Linked DNA regions of Mus musculus: all the other regions are linked to region 2. Evidence: chromatin contacts called from public HiCAR-type and HiChIP or PLAC-seq data. All regions are on one chromosome and are shown on one strand. The core of a region is the stretch at or near the end of the contact, and the rest is flanking DNA. Distances in the headings are between cores, read along the strand shown.

Region 1 (2,968 bases), core at 305-2,804, 390 kb after region 2:
ACAGGAACCCTCCACTCCCCGTCAGATTCACTCTTTGAACACAATGCTTATTTTTGTTCAAGCTAACCACAAATGATAAGCCTGATTCCAGCAGGAAGGTCTGCTGCATTCAGGAAACTCATTAGGATAGCTAGAGACTACACCTACACCGCCCCTGAAGCGCGTGGTGTGGAAGTTCTCTGTACAACCTTCCGCTCTTAGGTCAATAAACACAAAGGAAATAAGGGCTTTAACTTATTGAAATTTAAAATCATAACAACAATAATAAAGCGATTGTAAACGGTATGTCTGGTTCCACCTCTTTTTAAAAAAGCTGCCTATCCTTAAAAGTTGCCGCCGAGATTTGGTGGCGTAGCTTAGGGAGATTCACAGCTGGACTGTGTAAGGTGCTCTGCTCTAAACCTGAAAAAAAGGTAGATTCTGTGATAACAGGTAAAATAATATGGGCCCTTCCTTGTGCTCAGCGGACAAGCCCTCAGACAAGAAGGAATCTAAGCGATGTAAATAGTTGGGCACTTTGAAACAATGACAAAAAGTTTAGTCCCAAAAGATTTCCTGTTTTTGTCCTCTTTCCATGGTTGATTATCACCTTAATAGCCCAGGTGCAGAGACACAATAAACAGAACACACCGCGTGTCAGTGTGGGTTTGGAGGTGAGTGTCAGAAAAGCTTCAAGACAGCATCATGTGGAAGCAATGAGGTCAGCATTCACTAAGTCTCTGAGGAGGAACGGGATGGCAGGACCAATGACTCTGTGGTCAGGCTTTGAGGGAAGGTGGGTCAGAGGAGGACTTTGTGGAGAAACCTAGGTCCGAGCGCTAGGCAGAAGACAGAATTCACAAAAACCTGGGGACAACAAGGGCAGCAATGACTCTCTTTGAAGTGACACCAGGAGAAGGCTATCTGCCCGGGGAATGAGGGTAGCAGCGGGAGGGCAGGAGGGTGACAAGGGACTAAGATGTACAAGCAGCTATCTCTGGAAGAGAAAGGGTTCAAGTTCCAAGCTGGTTGAGTTAAAACCAAATGTCCCCGGGGACCTGTGCCAGGAGGGTACCCAGCAGGTGGTCGGGGTGCCTCATCTAACGATGTACGGTGGGCGCTCAGTCCTGTGCCTGACCCCCTAGAGTCTCTGGTACTCACCGATCCCAGCGAGGGAAAGCTCCATCCAGGGCGCGGGAGGGCAGCGCGGCGCGGGCGGGACGAGGGCTGGCGGTGGTGGCGGCGCTGTCCTAGTAGCGTAGCCGGAGTCCGGGGGTAGCCAAGAGGCGAGAGCGGCGGCGGGGTCTCAAGGCACCGGGTGAGGAAAGATCCAGGGCTCCAGAGCTGCAGCGCCCCGCGCGCTCTCTTCCCATCTCCCGGGCTGCCGAGGTTGCTGCTGCCCAGAGCAGCCAGGAGAGGGGGAGGGGAGCAGGCACGCGGCAGGGAGGGAGAGCAAAGAAAGCAGGGAGGGGGGAAGGGATGCGCGAGGGGAGATGGAGATGATCACCGAGAGTTGGGAAGAGAAGGGAGGAGCATAGCAGCCGGGTACAGGTTCCCACCAGAGGAGCTCCAAAATGAGCCTGTGGGTCTTGCCCCAATACCCTGCCGCTCCATGCTAACCCCCTTCGCGCCCTTTCCTTTGGCTCTTCCTCCGGTGACTGTGCCTGGGAGTACCCACGCTCGGCTGCGGATGCAGTTTCAGCAAGCCACCGCGTGTGTTGAGTCGGGAGGCTGCAGAGACACAGCATTGCTCTCCAGGCCTGTGGCACCTGTGCGCGCACACATAGCCACTGGTTCCATTGCTGCGTCTCCGATATGCAGACTCTTAGTCTGCCACCCTCCTCCACTCTCCTTTTAGGTCAAACTGTGGACTTGCAGCAACCGCTTCTGTCAGTTCCTTATTGCTGTCCCCCACCCCCACCCCCCAGGCGCTATTTGGCACGGACTGTCCAGCCAGAAGGCGACAGCAGGGAGCTCAATGCAGGCAACCTTCTCCAGTCCCTTGTATCTGCTGCCTGTGTTTGTTCTTCACTGGGGTTGACCAGCTAAAGTCCGGGGTCAGGTTGGGGGGTGATTAAAATTAAACTAAAATAGGAGGGGCAGATTGTCTGGAACCAAATTCTCAGTGATTTGGGAAGGTTGTAAATGTGAAGGGCAGTGTTGTGCTCAGAATTGACTCTTCTCTGTAAGCAACATTAAAATATAAATTCATAGGTAGATAGACACATAGAAAGATAGATGGATAGATAGATACATGGATGGATAGATAGAAAGACAGAAAGAAAGGTAGGAAGGAAAGAAGGAAGGAAGGAAGGAAGGAAGGAAGGAAGAAGGAAGAGAGAGAAAGAAAGGATAGATGGATGGATAGATAGATAGATAGATAGATAGAGCTCCACTTTGCAAAGTTTTTGTTTATTTTGTTGGACTACAAGTCAATCCTCGAAATTTACTTTTAGACTACGATTCAAATACATATAGAAAGTATATTTAGGGGCTCCTCTTACACTCAAGAATCAAGGAATAAATTCACACATTTAGTAAATATAACGACAATCAGAGTATCGCTGACTGATTTCTGTGAACCTTGATTTTGTTTCATAATCTTCGCATTCTGATTGGAAATAGGCAGCAGACAGGAAGCAAGTGGATGATGTGTGTAATGATACAGGTAGAAAAAGTAGTCTAGTTAAACTCTCTTCAAATGATACAGTAAGTATCCCTGTACTTCTTAGCAGAGCACTGGAGAAAGGAAGTTCTGGGGTGTGTGTGTGTGTGTGTGTGTGTGTGTGTGTGTGTGTGTGCATGTGTGTGTGTGTGTGCATGTGTGTGTGTGTGTGTGTGCATGTGTGTGTGTTGCATGTGTGTGTGTGCATGTGTGTGTGGGTGTGTGTGTGGGTGTGTGTGCATATGTGTGTGTGTGCATGTGTGTGTGAGTGCATGTGTGTGTGTGCATGTGTGTGTGGGTGTGTGCGTGTGTGTGTGTGCATGT
Region 2 (3,151 bases), core at 359-2,858:
CCAGGACATTTCTTCTTTAAACTTCCTAACCTAAATTGACTTAAAAGTTCACGAACATATACTGATGTTGTGTCACTGATAACAAAGTCATATATGGAATCAATATTACAGCCTTGATAGGGATATGGGTATTGGAAACTCTGATTTTGATAAACTCCTTGGGTATTTCTATTATCAAGGTTAAGAGACTGGCTCTAAATCCTGTCCCACAAACAAATTACCATGCTGGGTTTTTTTTTTAGTAAAAATTATTTTCCACTTCAGTTTGGTAAATGACTTACCAGAAACGACTATTTAAAAAATTTAGAGAATAAAATAGAATACAAACTAAAATAAATATAGAATATGAAATTATGTTTCCAAAGAAGAGATAGACCTTCTTGCACACTTAATCAGCCAAACATCTCTGGAATGGTACACCAGTGCTTTATTTTATTCTGCCATACCTTTCCTGGGCTTAAGATCGGAGAAGGCAACACATCTGTAGATATCCAAGTCGGCGTCCCAGAAGCAGCAAAAGCCATAAATCTGGGAAGAGCTGCAACTTAACTTTTAATAGAAGTACCCCTCCTCTCCACAGGCAGGTGTTTACTGGTTTACTTGGCTTCTAGACGAACCACGAAGACATGCATAACATTTTCTGCTTGTTTATAATAGGATGACTTGTTCACCTTCACTGAGCAAAGTCTTCAGCGTGATGCAGCTAACAGCATGAGGGACAGAGGCACAGCTCTGCACCACCACTTAGGCTTGAGCTCCGAATCCCATCACTGTGCTGAGTGGACATAAAAGGGTAGAATCTACCACTCCAGGTGTGACCCTCAGAGCTTCACTTTGTGCAGCTCTGGCTGGCTTCCACTTACATTTTATTGTCCTATTGTTCTATTGTGTGATCTTGAAATAATTCCTCTGATTAGGAATTACTCATTAAGCTTCTATTAAAAACAATTTTCCAGCAAAGGCACAACTTCTACAAAGATACTGGGATATTTTTCCACTTAGGACTGGACTCTATGAATTCTTTTGGAGAGCCCTTGGTTTTCCTCTTAATAAATTGCCCCAGGCACATTTTACAAGTCCACTAAAATAGCCAGCCAGCCAGCCAGCCAGCCAGCCAGCCAGTCAGCATTCTCAAAACAAATCAACATCTAGATATCCCTTTAAAAAAAAAATAGTGTTTTTACAGCCACCATTCCTAATATTCTTCCACCATACATTTACCTGGTTAATCACTGTATTTTAGTAAAGCAAATCTAACGGGGAAAGGGAGTGTAAGCTCTCCACCCCCTAGGTTTTTATAAATTCTCAATTTAAAGAAAAATGTTTAAAGTGATTTCCTTTCTAGATGTCAGAATGCAAAGCCTGCAGCCATTTCTTTCAGGGTGGTACCCAGAGGAGGAGGAAAGGAAGACAAAAGCATCACCAACTTTGGAGGAATTAAACACTCTCCTGCTTCAAGTGGCTCCCCAAATAAGGAGACCAGAGAGGAGGGGATCTTGTCAGTTTCTCATGGGGTCCTTTGGCTCTTGCATAGTAACTCTTTCACTGAGAGTCCCCTCTAAGGAATCAGGTGAAAGGCCATTTGGCACCAGTCTTTCCTTTTACTCCAGCTGCCTGTGAAGAGCAGGGTTGCTAGGCAACCAAGTCTCAGGCTCGCTTTGTGCCTACATCAGACTAGGAAATGTGGCTGTTTGGAAGCTGTCTCCTGTAGAAACTAACACTGAAATGCCTTGCGGTTTGGAAAACTATATTTTCAATTCCTCACAGTAAAACTACACCATCCTTTCCAATTTTCTTGCTTTTGGGGAAGAGACTATTTAGAGTATAGACAGCTATATTTCCACAGGAAAACACCCAGACTTTGATTTCAAAAATCAGAAGTAATTTCCATTTTAAAGGAAGAGCTAATGAGCATCACAGCTGCATTTCATCTGTTCCTTCCTGGTAGCTTGATTTCATTCTTTCCCAATTCTTTCCCTTTTAACATGTGCTTTGCCTTTCCTCCCATCTTTTCTGTATGTTCTACTTCTCTGTATCTTTCTTTCCTTCCTCTGCACTACTATGAACTCTGTTACTTATGTGTTCACCTTCAATTGATTGCTCACACAGCGAAACAATGATTTTGAAGTGAACCAAGCTTTTTTTTCCTACAAAGTCCTGACTGGGATATTATTTCATCCTTGAATTCATTTGTTTTTTATTGTTTTAACCTGTGGCTAGGGGTGGTTATAGAGAAAGAACTGACAATAGATTCTTGTGGTTTACTTGGACTTGTTACCCCCCCTCCACCACCCCCCACCACCCCCACCCCCCCCCCGGCCCCGCACAGAACCTACTGTAGCCTTCCAATTCGTTCACTCTGCTTTATTTTGACTGTCTTGGCTCACTTGGTTCTGACATTAATGTAGAACTTTCTCTGGCATAAGGTATATCAAATTCCAAGGATTTCAGTAGACAGCAAAGGAAGTAGAACTTGAGGCCCTGAAGGCTTGTGAGAAGGCTTACAAAATTAACATATGAAAAATAAGATGGTAAAGAGGAAAAGCCACTCCCTTCAGACTTTCTAAAACTGCCAGAATGACTGGCTCAAGAGAGAGACAATTCTGCCTCTTTAGGTGTCTTAGTCAAGGTTTCTATTCCTTCACAAACATCATGACCAAGAAGCAAGTTGGGGAGGAAAGGGTTTATTCATCTTACACTTCCACATTGCTGTTATCACCAAAGGAAGTCAGAACTGGAACTCAAACAGTTCAGGAAGCAGGAGCTGATGCAGAGGCCATGAAGGGATGTTCCTTCCTGGCTTGCTTCTCCTGGCTTGCTCAGCCTGCTCTCTTATAGAACCAAGACTACCAGCCCAGGGATGGTCCCACCCACAAGGGGCCTTTCCCCCTTGATCACTAATTGAAAAAATGCCCCACAGCTGGATCTCATGGAGGCATTTCCCCAGCTGAAGCTCCTTTCTTTGTCATAACTCCAGCCTGTGTCAAGTTGACACACAAAACCAGCCAGTACAAAAGGAGATTTAAATATATTTCCCTGTGTGGAAATTTAAGATGCTAGTGAGTCCTGTGACACATGAAGTTGTATACAGATAACAAAGAGTTCTAGAAAAATCCATTGTGCCAATGAGCAACATAGTAACCATGCTTTG
Region 3 (2,890 bases), core at 190-2,689, 360 kb after region 2:
ATTTAAGAACCGTTTTCAGAGACAGGATAGGACTCAGAAGAAACTCCGCCTCCCTGCTTTATAGTCTTATTTTGAAATAAAAGGAGGTAACTGTTTCCCATTAAAGGAAGATATTATATGAAAAACTGGGACACTGCTCTAAAACCTAAACCAAATGAAGTCCTAGACTGAGTCTTAAGCAGCACTAGTTAGTGATTCCCCCAGAGTGATGACAGTGGGATGAGATGGAGAGTTGCCTAGGTAACTATTACATTCTTTCCCATAATAATAGTCCCATATGTGTGTGTGTGTGTGTGTGTGTGTGTGTGTGTGTGTGTGTGTGTGTGTGTGTGTGTCTGTGTGTCTGTGTGTGTGTGTGTATGTATGTATTCAGGAGTCTAGCAAGCCCCAACACTTTGAAAGCCCTAGACAAATTAAAACAATACTAGAGGGTAAGTGTATATGGAAGTGGTTAATTTAATACTTCCTCTGGATACTACAAATCAGGTCACCACAGATTAAACAAACAGAGAAATAGGCTAAAATAAAATAATATAAAATAACTACTGAAATTCTCAAGAGATGTTCCTAGTAGTATTTATTAACTATGTAACAGCTTATATCCAATCTAACACAAAACACAAAAACTGAAAAATACTCAGAATGTTGTACACTATATGGTTCAGCCCTCATGGTCTTCAATTCACATTTATTTTTACATTAAAATTCTTTAATGATGATTCTCATGCCTAGATTTGATATAACAAGACTATTTAAAACTAATTGAGTGCTAACATCTTTTCTGTATATGGTTAAATCTATTTCTATAGTTTTCCAGGTAGACAAAAGAATATTAATTATTTCTTAAGTTATGCATACAATCGCTTAATGTTATTATTCTCAAAATTAAGCAGTGAAAAATTTTTATATTTATGTCTGTGCCACTTTTCTTGTGCCCAAATTTCTATTTCAGGTGCACAAAATTCTACTAAGCAAGCATACTCAATAGAGATAATGTGATCATCAGAAAGTAAGCAAAGCGTATGAGCACAAAAATAGTAACAGGTAAAACCTTGCCGGGTTTTTGATTTGTCTCTTCCAAGTGCTAGCTTTGTTAATGCTCAATGTGCATTGCAGTAGGGCACTTCGCCTTGGTCTCGCTACATTAAACATTTATAAATTAATCACTCAGCACTTAAAACATGCACTTATATTTTCTTACATGGAATAATCATGCATTTAAATTTTACTCATTTAAAAAAAAAAAAAGTTAAGTTCCACTGCATTAGGTCTTCAAAGAGATTTCCAAAGTGTTCAATTACTTCTTCTAACTGTGGCTTTTCTGTTGTTTTGGAGAAGAGCCAGGTTCCCCGTCTGCACTTTGGCTCTTACTCTCTTCATCCACTTGTTCTATGGTAGTGAAAAGAGGTTTTCTTTCATGATTGTCTCAACAGTGAGAGTTCCTTTCTAGCTTTAAAACAACCAAGCTTAAAAAAAAAAAAGTGAACTGGCATCTTTACAATGCGGTGGTTTTTACTCAGTGAGAAATCCAGCTTTCGGAACAATGGAGGCTTGTCTAAAGCAACTATTCACAGGAGGTACTGCCTTCTGGGGACTGGGCAGTTTTTACCTACTGACAAATGGGGGTAGCATAACAGAACAGAACTGTGCCCAACCCAAAATGTTTTTGTTTGTGCTTTTCCAGCTCAGAAGATCACTTACAACCTCTCTACCACTGACACATGATTTTAAAGAAGAGGAAAAACCAAAACCAAAACCAAAAAAACTATGAAGTAAAACGGATTGGCAGTCCAGAAGAATAATGTGACTCGTTGTCGATGTCTTTAATTTACAGTTATAGAAAATGTCCTGGGATGTGAATGGAATTTGAGAATGGACCTTCAGGGAGCCTGTGAGAAACAAAGAACACATATATTGAGAAAACTGTCTAGTGTAGGTAGGTAACAATTTCCTTGGAATTTATACTTTTATTATTGAATGGTCAATACATTTATTTATATAGTAAATGACAGTTTTTGCTTTGAAATTTTCATTCAGATGTGCAATGAACTTTGATCTTACCCACTATGCTCTATGGCTCTCCAACTACCATTCATGTGTCAAAACTTCCAAGGTCCCTGAAGAAACTCCAAACGTGCATGTGCATTCTCTATGACCAGTACTCATATTCCTCATTGGTCCCTCTCAGAGTTTGAGCAGTAACAAAACATTCACAAAGAGCTGAAATGTGTTTTGCTTTCTCACTGGGAGGCAGATCCAGTGTGACCACTGCTTTGTGTCTTAGGTGTGACTGCAGTTCCTCTTTGGGAACATAATCTCCCTACTTTTGCTGACAAGGATGGGGGAGGTGCATGAAGAAACAGCCGGGATACTTTGGACTATTGGGATATCTTGCTTGCTTTTCGTTTTTTCTTTTCCATCATAGTCCCATCTAGACCCACAAAGTTTTCCTGAGAAAGAGACAGAGAGACAGAGAGAGAGAGAGCAACCTTAGGCTATAAAAAGTTGGAGGGAGAGAATAGCAAAGAGAAGGAAAACAGAAACACTGAAAGGAGACAGAGCAGCAGAGTCTTCTTGTGAAGACACGCGGGGGCTTTCAGAAGATACACAGAATCTTTTATGATAGTATTTATCTTCTGTTGAGGTCAATTCAGAAAGGCAGAATAGGCATAGTCGAAGGGCAAATTGTACCTTCAGAGGCATGTGTTTGAACACAGGATCCTCAGTAGCAAGTTGTGTTTTGTGAAGTTGTGGAGGAACATTTAAGATATAGGAGCACAAGAGTGACAACTAAAAGTCACAAGTTCGCCTGTGCCATGCCTGAGATCTCGGGTTCATGACTGCCTGCTAAGGGAAGCAGCTGACCAAGCTCCGACCTCCAGGGATGCGG

What was found. HiCAR-type assays count read pairs that join an accessible place to other places. HiChIP or PLAC-seq counts read pairs in DNA pulled down with a chosen protein or histone mark.
Region 1: a HiCAR-type map of astrocytes shows a contact between it and region 2, with 3 times the contacts expected there. The contact joins the promoter of Fut9 here to the enhancer-like site in region 2. A contact is called at or near these places in 2 of 39 promoter capture datasets (hippocampal neurons and liver), 3 of 484 Hi-C or Micro-C datasets (brain, cerebral cortex and cortical neurons) and 7 of 115 datasets of contacts at active chromatin or transcription factors (astrocytes, craniofacial prominence, embryonic forebrain and 4 more).
Region 3: a contact with region 2 is called in an H3K27ac HiChIP or PLAC-seq map of neural progenitor cells, with 7 times the contacts expected there. The contact joins two enhancer-like sites.

The regions. Positions count from the first base shown.
Region 1 is chr4:25,798,449-25,801,416 of GRCm38.p6, forward strand. Fut9 (fucosyltransferase 9) reads right to left here and starts at 1,555. Exons shown (of 3, transcript NM_010243.3): 1 at 1,141-1,555.
Region 2 is chr4:25,407,278-25,410,428 of GRCm38.p6, forward strand. No RefSeq gene overlaps it. Among named protein-coding and RNA genes, the nearest start is that of Ufl1, 130 kb to the left of the region's middle. Within about 2 kb of position 1,609, at least 89 of the 459 cell types and tissues checked have an H3K27ac peak or open chromatin away from gene starts, as enhancers often do. A contact at or near this core is called in astrocytes, brain, cerebral cortex and 7 more, where this site is marked.
Region 3 is chr4:25,767,397-25,770,286 of GRCm38.p6, forward strand. All of the region lies in intron 1 of Fut9 (fucosyltransferase 9), which reads right to left. Among named protein-coding and RNA genes, the nearest start is that of Fut9, 31 kb to the right of the region's middle. Within about 2 kb of position 1,440, at least 23 of the 459 cell types and tissues checked have an H3K27ac peak or open chromatin away from gene starts, as enhancers often do. A contact at or near this core is called in neural progenitor cells, where this site is marked.